Linked DNA regions of Macaca mulatta: region 1 is linked to region 2. The links are chromatin contacts, called in public Hi-C maps. All regions are on one chromosome and are shown on one strand. Each heading gives the region's core, a stretch centred on a gene start, on an enhancer-like site or on the middle of the called end of the contact. The rest is flanking DNA. Distances are from core to core; before and after follow the strand shown.

Evidence for each region. A called contact is a pair of places that touch in the nucleus more often than the background predicts.
Region 1: a contact with region 2 is called in a Hi-C map of fetal cortex germinal zone, with 2.5 times the contacts expected there. The contact joins two enhancer-like sites. A contact is called at or near these places in 2 of 14 Hi-C or Micro-C datasets (fetal cortex germinal zone and fetal cortical plate).

The regions. Positions count from the first base shown.
Region 1 is chr6:95,098,307-95,105,570 of T2T-MMU8v2.0, reverse strand. It overlaps LOC144341351, which reads left to right. Exons shown (of 3, transcript XM_078004529.1): 2 at 500-735; 3 at 6,168-7,264. The coding sequence ends at 6,437. Among named protein-coding and RNA genes, the nearest start is that of MIR9-2, 8.6 kb to the right of the region's middle. Within about 2 kb of position 5,745, at least 14 of the 40 cell types and tissues checked have an H3K27ac peak or open chromatin away from gene starts, as enhancers often do. A contact at or near this core is called in fetal cortex germinal zone and fetal cortical plate, where this site is marked.
Region 2 is chr6:94,617,862-94,625,610 of T2T-MMU8v2.0, reverse strand. TMEM161B (transmembrane protein 161B) reads left to right here. Exons shown (of 12, transcript XM_001085376.5): 6 at 92-243; 7 at 779-839; 8 at 1,320-1,460; 9 at 4,215-4,328. Among named protein-coding and RNA genes, the nearest start is that of TMEM161B, 65 kb to the left of the region's middle. Within about 2 kb of position 3,065, at least 15 of the 40 cell types and tissues checked have an H3K27ac peak or open chromatin away from gene starts, as enhancers often do. A contact at or near this core is called in fetal cortex germinal zone and fetal cortical plate, where this site is marked.

The DNA.
Region 1 (7,264 bases), core at 4,496-6,995, 480 kb before region 2:
AGAAACACGTGTCTCATTGGAGGTTGTGAAGTTCAGTGAGGTGGTATTTTTAGCTTGAAAGGTCCAAATTCAGATATTTGGGTATTTCTCCCCCTCCCACCGTTTGCCCACCCCGTCCCCATTTTACTCTCTCTTTAACTCAACCCTTTGGGTTCCCTGTCTCCTTTTTCTCTCCCTTTCTCGCTTCTGTCTTTACTCTCCCCTTTATAGCGCCTCTCCCCTTTTCTCTCTCTTCTTTTCCTCTTCTCTTCCCTCTCCTCTTATTTATTGTCTGATTCCATGTCAAGTTAATATAAAAGTAGCAACTGGGACGCCCAGTACCCTTAGCAGACCCTCTCTCCACCGTGCGCAGGGCACTTTGGGGAGGTGTCTGTCGCTGCCAGGTTACCGGCCAGAGTGGTGGCTCTTGGTGCAGGGCATGCTGCTCTCGGAGGAGTTGGGGTCTGCGCGGGGTTGCGGGGCTTATTCAAATACCTCCCGCTGCTGCTGTGATTCGCAGGGACTCGGCCTCCATATGGTAATGCGGGGCGGGGGGTTGGGGGAGGCGCAGAAGGGAGGGGAGGGGAGGATGGGGGTGAGGGCGGGGTGGGAGGGGGCTCCGGCACTGCGCGCTCGGCTGCCGGGCTGGGACAGAGCACCCGGACCCGCGGCGGCAGCGGCAGCGGCAGCGACGCTACCCACCCTCTTCCCCAACACCCACCGAGCCAGCGAACCACCGAGCCACGGGCCCTCGGGGTAAGCCACAGCGCGCACACGGCAGCGACGGTGACGGTTCACACGCTTCGGGTTACTACCATGCGCCAATAAGGGAGATTAGAAACAGAAAAGGAGATTACAGAGAGATCAGAGATAAGAGGTGTACCTCTCTGTGTTCCTTGTCACACAGCGCGCGCGCGCACATACACACGCATCTGTACACACATGCATGCTCAGACAGCCGTACACGCACGCGTTCCTTGCTACTGCCATCTAAATATATGCACCGACAGTCTATGCCCTGCAACGTGGCCGATGTGTTTGTCCTGATCCTACATAAACGCAGGCAGGTATGTGCTAGAGTCCAGGCAGGAACAAACAGCCACGCGCAATTTAACTGCAGCCAAACTCAAAGAGACCTTGAGCCTGCCGAATTGTTTCACTTAGCCAGGTACCCCCCAGAAACCGGCTATTCTGCAATCAGTTGTGGAATCCTGCAATTATTCATAAAATGTGCTGAAAATGTATTTTAGGAAACGTAGTCTTGCTATATATGGCAAGGTAAAGGCGAACCTGAAGGATGAGTGTGTTTCCGCTTTTTAATGTTATACGTGTAGCCATCTGACCACTTTTTATTGGGTGACATATCATATGAGCACTTTGGTGTAGGCTTGGAAAAACTACAGCCAGAGGTAAGGCTGGAAATGCCATAAGAGTTAAGGGAGCTGAAAATGGATGCTGGATAGTCCAGCATGAAAGATGGCATACGGCTTTAGGTTTGAAATCGGGGGAAATACATGTGTATATTTATACATGAAGGCCATTGAGGAAGGTTGAGTCTTGGCCTGAGTATCTGTGCAGGTAAGCCATTAATAAGAAAACGAATTATGTGTGCATGTACTTGGATTGTTTAATTGAATAAGCTGCATGTGTGCATATTTGCTGTTCTTTGAGGGTTTGCAATTATAGATTGAGTCTTTTTTCAATGATAGCTTTGGGGGAATTAAAAGGTGGAATATATATAGTATATATAACTATATATACTATATATAATTTGGAATATATATTTTATATATACTCCAAAAGCCATCATGCTGCATAGCTATATTGCCAAGAAAGAGAATCCCATCCTATAAACAAGATTACCATTGCTTGAAATCTAAACTCAAGGCCTGTATATTTTAAGGCACATCAACTGGTTTAATATAGCCAATTGTTTTGTGTATTTTTTTCATTTCAAAGTCAGGAATCAAGGATGCTTTTCAGTCAAGATAATGTGCCTTGTTTCCAGACATATTGAGATAAAAATGAAACTCAGTAAATTTTGAATGCAGCCGATAAGGTACAACATACAACATGGTTGAAAATGTCTTCCTTGAAGAAGGCTGTCCATTGCTGTGTCTACCCATTTTAAAATATATATATATTTTTTCAATAAGAAATGCTAGAAAGCAATAGGGCGGGGAATGGCGCACCTCTCAGGCAATCAGCACAAAAATTCTTTAGAAATCTTTGGAATCACTTCACTTATACACAGATTATCTCGAAAGCACTGGCCCTGAACTGTGTTTCTGCTAATTGAAGTTAATTAGACAATCAAACTTTGAGCCTTGAGCGATGGGCATTACAGCCCATCAAGGTATGTCAAGAAAGAAAGAAAAAAATGTGTCTTTTCTTTTATGACCAAACCAGGAGGTTATACAGCTGGCATTGCATACATGACAGATGTGCATATTTGTAACCTTAAATAAACAGAAGCAGGGAGGTAACTGTTTATATTATCTAGCAAGAGACAGCAGCAGACACTCGCCAAAAAAGACAGAAAGGGACAAGAGAGACAGATAGACATAATAAAATAACAACAAAAAAAAAAAAAGAGAGAGGGAAAGGGAACCAATAAAACGACAAAACCTGAAATTTTCGCGAATTAAAAAAATGCAAATATACCTTTACATATGCATCAGTATTAAAAATAATACACGCTGGAACCAACAGGAGCGAGAGCAAGAAGCGGAGGAGGAGGTGGAGGAGAAGAAGGAGGAGGAGAGGTGGAGGAGGAGGAGGAGGAGGAGGAGGAGGAGGAGGAGGAGGAGGAGAAGGAGGAGGAGGAGGAGGAGGAGGAGGAGGAGGAGGAGGAGGAGGAGGAGGAGGAGGAGGAGGAGGAGGAGGAGGAAAGAATGGAGGCGCCGCGGAGCCCTGATTATGCATGGGCTGGAGCTGCCTCCTCTAACCTGTTCTTCTCCGAGCCGGGCAGCCGGCGGTCCTCAGCCGCCCACAGAACAGGAGCCGAAACAACCGTTCTCGAAGGCTACAGCGTTTATTTTTCTCTTTTGGGGGGTTTTGGCGGTTGTTTCAGGGGCTCGCCAACTGGCCCCTTTAATTAAAAGCTTCAATAAAAGGCGATCGCGCCAGGAATGCACCCGCTCCTCTTCGCGCAGGATTTGCATATTTTTTTAATGCCCTAATTTCCTTGATGTATGTAAATGTAGCCGGACGTAGAGGGAGACAGGGAGCTGACGTCAATGGACGTGACCTCGCAGCTAAACCTTGAACGTGAAGCCGGGATGGGGGAAAACACGGAGCGGCAGCCGGCGGAACCCGAGAGCGCGGGCGGCGGCGGCAGTAGCCGAGCCGAGGCCGGAGGTGCCAAAGGGGCCAGTGCCGGCCCCGGGGGAGGACAAGCCGCCGCCTTCTTTCTGCACCGCGCGGCTTTCAGACTCGCCAGCCTTCCGGCCGCACACGCAGACTCTTGTCCTAAGCTGCCAGCCCCACCAAACACACGTTCTTTTGCTTCCCTCAGAAAAGCAACACTCCCCAAAACAACAAACCAAAACCAACAGATTAAGCAAATGTTTTAGACCAATGCTCGGGTAACTTATCAGAAAGAAGACTCTGACCACGGAACATATATATTTTTTTGGCTTCTTTCCACAAGAAGAGGAGGGGGAGACCACAGACAACAGCAAATCACTCCTAAAACAAGATAACTACAATTGCTCCCTGTAGGGAGAGGTAAATCGCCCAGCCGACTGGTGAAGGCTTCTGGTTTCGGTACCTATTTACCTGTGCACTCATTACGCGCAGCGGCTTCATTAACAGCAGGGTGATGAGCGCGCGTTTTAAAGTGATGGGAGTGCCGTGGGGTGTGTGTGTGTGTGTTGGGAGGTGCTTGCGCTAGTGAGCACCTAGGTAGGCGCTCTGAGCAGAGAGAGATCAGTCTTTCCATAGCCACGTCTGGGACTTATCTGCGGAGCCATCTAGGCCAGCGCTCCTAGGTTGGGGTTCGAGTTCACCCCTTTAAAAAGAGAGTCCAGCAAAGGCTTCCCCTGAACAGCCAGGTGCTTCCCATCGCATTGTTTGCGGAAGGAGGCTTGAGGTGTAAGCCATTCCGTAGCCGCCGCCTTGCCGGATTTGGCCTGGTGTTTTGCACTTAGAACTCTGCGGCCTCAGCGCGGAGGAACTGCCTCCCTGAGACGCTGCCGAGGCCTTCTCATTCCCCTCCTTCCGCCCACGGCAGCCCTGCGCGCCGGCGTGTGCGTGCCCGCGCACGGGGCCGGTGGCACCTCCCTGTACACATCCGCCCCCTCCTCTGCTCGCCACCTTCTCTCGGGCAGCTAAGAAATGGTCCTGGGCTTCTTCTGGGCCGGAGGGCAGAGCTGCGAGCAGACAAGAAAGCGCCGGTGGCTGCGGTGGCGGCTCCTCCGCTCTGCCCTCGGCTGCCAAGTCTGCCGTTTCGTCGTTCCACCTCGCAGCCCCAGCTTTGTTTTCCTGACATGCTCGTGGCCATTGGGCCCCACGCCTGCGAGGGGAGTGTGTGCGTGTGCGCGGAGGGCGGGCGCGCGCGGCGGGTGGGGGCTCTCCCGCCAAGGACACGCATGGCTGTCTGTCCTCCGGCTGCACTTGGCGGGAAAGCTAGGGGCCGCCGGCGGGGCTGAGCGCCAGCGGCTCTCATTACCGCCTCCCTGCTCCCCCCGGGCCGCATTTACATACGGGCCACTCGTCTGAATTTTTACGGCACTCTTCCCCCCTCCCGTACCCGGTCGCACGCGCGCAGGCTCGGAACTACCACCCGGGCACGCAGATACCCGCGCCCACGATGCGGCCAGCCCCAGGCGCGCAAACAGGCCCACAGAGGCAGACGGCACTCTGCGGGACGGATTCCTGCACCGCCTCCCCGCAATCCCGTGCCCACACCCCTGGCAGCCTCCCCGCTTGTGTTGCAGGAAGCCCACCTTACCCTCGAAGCCCCCACCCTTCTCTGTCGTCTGCACACTTCCACCCCCACCCTCCCACATCTCTCCGTCTCTCCCTGGAAGACAGGCGCGCGCGCGCGCGCGCGCGCACACACACACACACACACACACACACACACACACACACACACACACGCTTTTTCTTCCTCCTCAAATAGATAACCCCTATGGCGCGTCCCTGGTACCTTTAGAATAGCTCTAGAGTTTAGAGAATAAAAATCTTGAGAATGCATTTCTTGTCTTTAGCCAAACACATTTAACAACCACGATACAAACGGGAAGGAGTGAAGAAGGGGGACTTGAACCAAAAGACCTTTAAAAAAAAAAAAAGTATGCGAGTCAAAAGGTCATTCTCCAAGTTTGTAAATAAAATTGCAAAGAGAGTCCTTAAGAAAGGAGAGGAAAGAAGGGGAAGAAGGTTAGGAAGACTCACAAGTTACATAAAACGGTTCTTTGGAAAAACGACAGGGCGATTCTTTATTAAAAAAAAAAGAAGAATCTTAAGAAACCAAGAGAGGAAAAAAACTGGAGGAAAAAAGAAAAAGAGAAGAAAAGGATGTTTAAAAAACGCAAAAGAAGTTTCCAAAGAAATGTGTGCTTTGCATCCTACAATAGGAAAATGTAGCCATTGCCTTCCTTCAGACGAGACATTTCTAATTTGTTCCGTCTGTCAGGAGGGGACTGTGAGAGGTTTGGGTGCAAATTCATTATCTCTGGCAACGCAGAACGTAGTGTGGGGACTGAAAAAGACCGTGGCAATGGATGAACAATAGGGCTTCAGTTCATCAGTAACAAAAGCAGTGGGGAAATTGGTTGAGTTTCAGAGCACGTCCTCCTCGGCAGAGGGGGCTGGACTAGACCTTGGACAGCCCCCCCAAAAACTTGCCAAGCCTCGCACACACCACTTCACTCTCCACTCCGAGGCTCAGGGAGCAAGTGCCTGGCATGGGGGGGGAAAGTTGGCTTTTTTTTTTCCTCCTTGGTCTTTTGCTCCCTTCTCCCTCTCCCCAGAAGGGAAGACCCATTTAAACTATTTTAGACGCAATCAACCAAGAATCACCATGTGGAATTGAGCGGCAGTTTTAAATGTGCTGAGCAGAGGAGAGGAATGATGAGAAAAACACATTTTTTTTTTTTTTTTTTTTTTTTTTTGGAGACGCCGAAAGGAGCCTGTTTGTGTGCTGCGGCCGTGCTGTGACTCTGGATCTTGTCTTTCAGCCGGCGCCTCGGTTCCTGCCCAGCTGGATTTGGGGGGCAGCATTTCCTGGCGCAGGGAGATCAAGTGAGTATCGTGGCGGCCCTCAGGCTGCAGCTCGCCGGCGGCATGAGGCCAGCAGTGCCTGCCGCGGCCCCGCGCCCGCACTCCTCACCTCGCCCGCTAGCCGGTGCCCGCAGAGCCCCGCTGCGGGCCGCTCCGAGGGCCAGTCCGGGGCTTTGCTTCAGCTAATTGATTGTGTGCCTCGGATGTTAAACCTGTTGATCTCGTGAGTTTTCTGAGCCAGTACTGTTAATTATCCAGCGGCTTGACCCCCAATCGCAGAGAGATGCCAGGAAATCTTCGCGTTGGAAAAGGGAATTTTTGTATGTAATTTTGTGATGGTGGTGGTGGTGGTGGGGGTTTCCCTTTTAAACCTAGAACAAAATGCACTTGTATTTTGCACCTCTGGGTTCGAATTCGCATTTTGAATAATTCGCCTCCCTTTAACCGCCCCCAAAGTTGCAATTACCTGGCAAGGAAGCGAGGGTCTGATTCGATTTTGGTGGAAAACTTAGTACAGTAGCTAACTAGATCTGGTGGCTTTCCACTTCCCTTTTCTCTTTGCCTTTTGAATTTTGGGAGGTGAGAGGCCGCTTTACAGGGTTATCCCAAGTTGAGATTCATCAAGATGCAACCATCGTGGTTAGTTATTGGTACTTGGAGCGGTTCAGCTTAAGACGCTTCTGGTATCCAAACGGAGCTGGGTCTTTGCGATTTGCTTAGAGTCTAGACCCGGCTGTGGAAGGCAAGAACTCCTTTCTGTGGCCTGGAATTATCTGCAGGAACCCAGGGTGATGGGAACTCGGGCAATGTATTTGCATTAGTGTCTGCGGCGTTTTATCTTGCAAATGTACCCGCGGTGCTTGAATGGGGGACTGTCTTGAGAGGTCAGGAGAGCAGTGGAATTGATCAGAAGTTAGACCGGAGGCTCTGTCAAGTCACGGCCACGGCCAGGGGCCGCTTTGGAGCCGTGGCTGCCTTGGGCCCAGAACCGCAGAGTCGGATTCCGTTTTCTCCCTTTCTTGGTGTCCACCTCTGCCCACCACCCTCCTTTCTC
Region 2 (7,749 bases), core at 1,816-4,315:
CCAGATTTTATTGGAATCAAGTCCTATCAAGATCGTTGTGTATAGTTCCCATAAAGTTATTGTGGTTTTTCCTGAACTTTTCCTTCTGCAGCAAAGTTCTATTTTCATTAACTACACACTATTTTAAAGTAGAAGATGGTGGTGAAAGATCTGTTTGTGTCACCTTTGGATTTTTTTTCTTTGTCAAAGCAATGGCAGTATTGATTGTAACAGAAAATTATCTGGAATTTGGACTTGAAACAGGTAATAGTTTCATACAACTTTAAAAATCAATTTTGCTTTATCTAATGCTAATATTTTTGACCTCAGTATTTAAGTTTTATATCTGATAAATATTTAAAATTAAATTTAAAGTGTATACTCTGTAATGTTCTAAATAATTAACCTTTATTATTCTTAATTAAGATCTTCTTTTTTTGCTTTTGTTTTAGCTAAGTTTTTAATTAATATGTTTTCCAAAAATACTGTCTCATTTTTTTCCTTACAGTTAAATAAGTTTCTGTAATGCTAAAGTTTACTCACATAGTTAAAGAATTAATGCAAATTTTATGCACACTCATGGAATGTACAAATATCAAAGGGATGTTTTCAAAGCCTGTTCCTGCTAATAACCAAATTTTATTGCGTTATGGCATACTAATTAACACATGAAAGAACTAAGCTAGTCACTTCAACATTTAAGATGCTCTGTTTTCTAGCATTTTATTTCCACAGAAAGATTCTATATTTCACATCTGTGATAAGAGTAATCTGTTTTTGTTTTTTTTTTTTCCTACAGGGTTTACAAATTTTTCAGACAGTGCGATGCAGTTTCTTGAAAAGCAAGGTTTAGAATCTCAGTAAGTCTTTGAAAAATTAAGCATTATTTAAATTTAACATTTTATATTTTTAATAAAGCAGTATTTACTATAGCTGTTTTAAATTAGTAAAGAGTTTTAAGTTGGACTGTCACTTCTAGAAACATCCTTACTCATAATTTTTATGACTATATAAAGTTAGTATCTTTCATAGAATTCTTATATAAATTTGCATTTCTTAAATTCATCTCCCTCAAAAGATTAAATTTCTATCCAAGTTATATATCAATTCCTTGTTGAATGTGTAAGTTAGGTTGTTGTGACTGCGACTAAAGAGATGCCTCATTTAGTTTACAGTTCACCAGAATCCATTATAGGTACTTGAATAATAGCAATCTTTTTGTAGAAATTTGCTTTGTTTTACTGTTATTGTTGTTTGTAACAGAATTGATTAGAAGAAAGGAAATTCTTCGAAAGCTAATTATAAAAATTTATCAGCTTCTTTAAAAATTTTATTTTTAGGAGTCCTGTTTCAAAACTTACTTTCAAATTTTTCCTGGCTATTTTCTGTTCACTCATTGGGGCTTTTTTGACATTTCCTGGATTACGGCTGGCTCAAATGCATCTGGATGCCCTGAATTTGGCAACAGAAAAAATTACACAGTAAGCGGAAAATGTACATAAGCACATGCAGATAAATATATGTTTTCCATCTTAATGAAGGTATAATATTGTAATGTAATCATAAATTATTGTATTGAAAATTAATAAATAACTATTTGATGTCACATTACTTCCTCTTTCAACTATAAGCAAGTTTCTTTTATTTGCTTCTAAATTTTAAGTCTTGTATTTAAAAAGATACACCATCAATTACTAAATTTGTCTTGCCTGTTAAAATGAAAATCTCAAAATTTATGTTCTTTCTAATTCAGGGGCTTACATTGCAATCTCTACAACTAAACTGAGGCTCCATAGAAATTTCCCTTAAAAAATAAGATCATTTTACTTTAAAATATTGTTTTAAGTTTTTATATGAATCTATTTAAATTAACTTTTTAATGTAAAATTTTATTTAAAAACATTTTAAAACTTAAAGTTGTATGTAAGAGATGTTTGTTTTCCTTAAGTTATTGACCTGCTTATTGACTCTTATTAAAATAATACATTAGTTTGGAATTGTTAATACTCTACAATGTTATATGTTGTACATTACTTCTAACTACCAAATTCTATTTTAGTTCTGAAATTCTACGTTTGGACAAGTCATATTTCATCTTCATATGTAGTTCAAAGCCCATTTACTGTATTCTTTGTGGTTGTCACAGATTTTTTTTGTTGTTGATGTAGACATCTTGGCAGAAAGATAGGCTTATATCTACTTCAACTCATATTCAGATCAAAGTTCCTGTCTCATCGTTTTGTTTTGCAGTAGAAGCCCAACTTGAGAATATTTCATTTTGATATGTGTATTTATAATCATTAAGTTTCTCTGGGTGATCTTATTTCCTAACATTTCTATTCTTTAAAACCTATTTTTAATGAGGCTGAGTCTTTAGTCTTTGCACATTCTTGTCTCTGTTACCTATGTCATTTCCCTTTAATTTAATTTTGACTGTCTTTTTTTTTTTAACCTCACTTCCATTTTTCTACATATGCTTTATATGTGTGTTTACCTATTGTCACCTTCCACTACACACTCCTTCATCCTTCTTTTTTTTTTTTTTTTTTTTTTTCCTTCTTTTACTCAGCGTGCTTTTGGCTACATCCTGCCTTTCTCCCACCACCCGTATCCCTAATGGCTTCTTTTAAGACAAAACCTGGTTCTCCCCCTCCTCTCTACACACACACTTCAGTCCACTAACCCCAGTGTTATGATTTAAATAAGCTGAAAAGGGTGGGTGGAGGGGAGCCCTTCACAAGCTACTGAAACCGCTGTGGGCTGCTCCTTGATACTAGAGTGTTCCCTAGCAACACTGCATACCTAATACTGCTTCTTTCTTCCCCACATCCGATGGTTTACCCAGGCTGTGGGATGAAAGAATCACTTTATAAAAACATTTCAAGCATTTAGTGGTGGTTGGGGGTGGAGCACACATTTTAGTGCCCTTTTTAGTAAAATGTGGCTTCATTTTAAGATTTTTTCCCTTTGGGGATTTGGGGTTTTATTTTCAGTTATTGCAGCCCCTCATTGTGTTGTAGCACTCTGCCTTGATATAAGGGTGTGGGCAAGCTAGTTCTGTTGTGAGAATAACATGACTGGCACAAAGAGCAGCATTCTCTTCACCCCCATGGCCAGGCACTAGGACCTGTTTTCATATCAGAGGTTAGAGCGAGAGTTCTGCCTTTCCCTGTCAGGTGTTCATGGCTTCCTGACCCAGCCCTGTTCACTCACACAGATCCCTGTCATTTGCCTGTGTAGTAATACTTTAAAATGTGGTGTTTGTGTGTATTTTGAATCCTCCAGTTTAGCTCTTAAGTGTGGTTGATAATGAAAGCAGTTTATGGTAATAAAATGTGTGAAGAATTTGCCTTTTTTCTGAAATAACAAAAATGTTCATCAGCCATCTGTCTCTGTAGGGTACAAACTTGGACAATTAACAATGAAGTTATAGTGCAGACCTGAAACCTTTGCTGTATTAGGTATATTGCCTTGTCAGGAGTAATGCAAATTTTTTTGATATATATATATATATCAAATATATATATATATATCAAATTTTTTTGATATATATATATGGGATAGGGAAATTATTTCAAGTGTGTTCATACTCATTCAAAAAGAAATTAAAATGTGGAATCACTTATGATTTTAACAATGGAAATTTAAAATTATACATGATCATTACACATTGAAAGGTTCCTCGGTTGCAGGTTGTTGGAGTAGGTTCCATCTGCCATATGCCTTCTAGTCATATGGACCTGGCTAATCACTATCATTTACTTGTAGATAATGAGGAGACACTTTGTTTCATTTGCACTAGAAAGTATCAGATGACTCTTCTGTACTGAAAATCCATTAGATTCATTGACTATCTAAAGTTAGAATCATTAAATCCTGCTTATTAAATCAGGAATAAAGTATGGGATTACTAAAGAATACTAGAATAGAAGTGAACAAATCTGAATTTTAGTCCTATATTTACCTCTGGCCTGTTATTGCCAAGAGCAAGTCATTTAACTTTTCTGCATCTAAATGTTCTCATTTGAAAAATTAAGATAATGACATAATTTCTCACAGGCTCAAATCAGTGTTAAATCATAATGATAAATATAAAATGATGGTGACAGTAGTACCGTAAGTAGTAGAATATTGCAAATAAGTTCCTACCTCCATTTTAGTAAGACCCAAGCTTCTGTAGTTTATTAGCACATGTTGTTTCTGAATTTTTATATTTATTTCTTACATATTTTCAGAACATTACTTCATATCAACTTCCTGGCACCTTTATTTATGGTTCTGCTCTGGGTAAAACCAATCACCAAAGACTACATTATGAACCCACCACTGGGTAAAGAAAGTATCCCTTTGTAAGTATGGGCATTTGAAAGCTGATTTTTATCACCAAAACTGCTTTACTAAATGTTATTTACTGTATTTGTTTTTCAGTGATAAAATCAGGACACTGTATTTTTCAGACATTAATAGGAATGCTAAAAGATGTGTTAGAAAATTGAAGCTACAGAGCATCATTTAACATTTTTGTGATCTTTATTAGTTAATGATTATTACTTTGCACTAATATTATCTTATACACTGTTTTTTTCTCTTCTTTACGTCCAGTCATCATCATTTTTCTGTTGTCATTGTGCCTATTGTTTAGATACTTTCTGGAGTTCTTTTGTTTTAATTGTGAAAATTATGGAGAAAAAAAGTAGTGTAAATGGAAACTCATATACTCAACCCCTATATTTGACAGTTGTTAACATTTTCCATATTTGCTTCATCCATTTTTTATTTTGTTTTTTGATGAAGCATTTTTGAATTAAATTAGAGACATAGCAGTTTTATCCCTTCATACTTTAGCTTGCACCTCTAAAAAAAATAAGGATATTTTCCTATATAACAATAATATCATCGTACCTAACAAAATTATCTAATACTAATACCTTAACATTATTATCTAATACTAGTTTATAGTTCTATAGTTAGGCAACTATATTTTAGCAGAAGATGGTGAGGAAACAAACAGTTTATTAATAGGCGTTAATAACTAGATTTGATATGTTAGCCTTGTAGAACTGTTAGAGTAATAGAAAGTTTCAGACAGAACTGGTCCAAACTCCAGCTCTCCTCCTCACTAAAATCTTTGCTTGAGGCAGATTACTTAACCACTGAGCCTCTGTTTCCCCATGTGGAAGACGAAGATAATAGTATCTACCTCACAAGGTTATCATTGGAGTAAATGAAAGAACACATGTAATGCAACCAGCTGGAATTAAGTGCTTAATAAATGTTCTTTTCACTGCTTTGCCTCATCAGAATTAAAATAGAAATACTTGACTAGTCGTTGACTCTGCAGTGTACCTTTTATATTGTGTACTTCTTTTAGATCCTGGTACCAGTTTTTCTTGGAGTATATATAAAATCAGTGATGACCATGATAATTTTTCTTTTTAGATTTAATCCTGTTGAACCCGGGAAATAGCCACTGAAAAAGTAATGCTTCCCCCCTGCCGATATACACTAATTACCTTAATGGTAATTTTAACTTGACAGATTCCTTAAGTATTGAAGAGTAATTCTAAGGATCCTAGGGTTCTAGAAAAATCTCAGAGAAACTGCTAATTCATATCTTTGATACTGAAAGCATTCCCAATCCTTCCTTGAAATTTGGTCGTGGAAACTGGATTTCATACTCCTGTCATTATGTTCTCTGATTTTATATTTGCCTTAGTTAAATTGAGAAAATAAGGAAACTAGCATTTATGATACACTTATACCAGCTATTATGTGAGATATTGATACTTTACATATTGTATCTTTTTATGGTAATTGTGCATATGTTGTTGTTCTCATCCTGTTTTATAAATGAAATAACAGGCTCAGAGGTTAAATAATTTGACTAAGGTTATTCAGCCAAATCGTGTGTACATAAAACACTTGGTAGTTATACCAACATTCACTTCCCACTTCCAGTCTGATTAAATTACATGTGGATTCATTAGTAGTGAATACTTTATTTAATGGAAATGGGAATAAGGAACTTTTCCCTTGTGTGTATATTAAATTATAGGAAAAATGTGGTTTGTACATAAAGACCTGAGGTTCTCTTTCTATGGTTTTACCTCTGCTCTCTTTTATTATTCTTTAATTTGAATTCATGGTTATTAGAGGCAGTTTTTAATTTTTGTTAAAAATCTAAAGTGCATATGGTAGATTGTGAAAAATGGCTTCCCATCAAAGAGGGTAGGATGAAGGAAAAATGAAGTGACAGGTTCTTCTTCTGTCACAGACAAATTGATTTGTGGAAAGGTGTTTGTAATCAGAAGCAAAAAATATGGTATAATGTAGTTTCAACCCAGAAATGTATTTGAGTCCATCATGTGTTCTGATAAAGCATTGAAAAAAAATAAAATATTGGTAAACAGAGTCCATGTGTGCTTATAACCTCATAAAAAGAACACAGCATACACAGGAAAGCTCAGAATGGCATCAGGAATTTAGGGTGATTTCTTCTGCCTGTGCTTTACCTGTGTACTTTTAAGCCCCTCCTCATGCTCCTTCTTGAGATACTCTATCAGATGAATTTTTCAGGTATTTATGATGATACTGAATAATCTAATTAGAAAGTAGTATTTAATGACTATCATCCTAAATCCTGAACCCATAAACTGAGCAAATAATTTTCTAGTTCACTACCTTCTATTCCTTTCATTCACATTACCTGTTATCCTCAAAGGCTGTGAAATAGCTGTCTTCAGGCTGCTCCCAGTTAGTTGTCCTTGTTGCACAACTGGAGGGAGCACAGTATTGTTTATAGGTCCCCAGGAAAGGGTCAAGGCTGTGGGTAGGCTTATGTACTGTTACCCTCACATGATGGCTCCCTAATCTCATTGTTCATTGTAGTGGAAACATGTTGATAAAATGTTACGCCTTTATCTTTCTTAGCGAACAGTGCATTTCCATTGGAATTTTATGTCCATGTCCCCTCGTGACTTAATAAAAAGAGAGAGTATATAAAGTAAAGCCTTTGTCCCATTCCCATTTCTTAACTCCATTTCATTAACAGTTCGAGCAAAATATTACACTTCAAATTTTCCTATATTATAGTTTTAGTTATGAGGTTTTGTTTTTTTTTTTTTTTTTTTGTAAATCTTTTCTCATTTGTTCTTCTTTATATGCATCCATTCTACCCTCATGTTCTTACGAATTTCAGGGAGACCCTTCTCAGTTCCAGGTTTTACCTGGCAAATCAGTCTGTGCATTACAACGGTCATATTAAGTGCCTGGTAGGTACTAGATATAAGACTAGATGCCAAGGGTGGTCTAGTTACTACATTCAAATTACTTGCAATGTATTTCTTCATCAGAGCAGAAACCCATGGTCTTTTAAAAACATTAAACACCAAAAGGACATCAGAAGTTATCTCTGTTTTCGAAAATTCTTTAAGCAGCCCTCATCAGTGATCTGGTTTCTGAAACGATGTCTTTTTTTTTTTTTTTTTTTTTTTTTGAGTCGGAGTCTCGCTCTGTCGCCCAGGCTGGAGTGCAGTGGCCAGATCTCAGCTCACTGCAAGCTCCGCCTCCCGGGTTTACGCCATTCTCCTGCCTCAGCCTCCCGAGTAGCTGGGACTACAGGTGCCCGCCACCTCGCCCGGCTAGTTTTTTGTATTTTTTTTTTTTTAGTAGAGACGGGGTTTCATCATGTTAGCCAGGTGGTCTCGATCTGCTGACCTCATGATCCGCCCGTCTCGGCCTCCCAAAGTGCGAAATGATGTCTTTACGTTA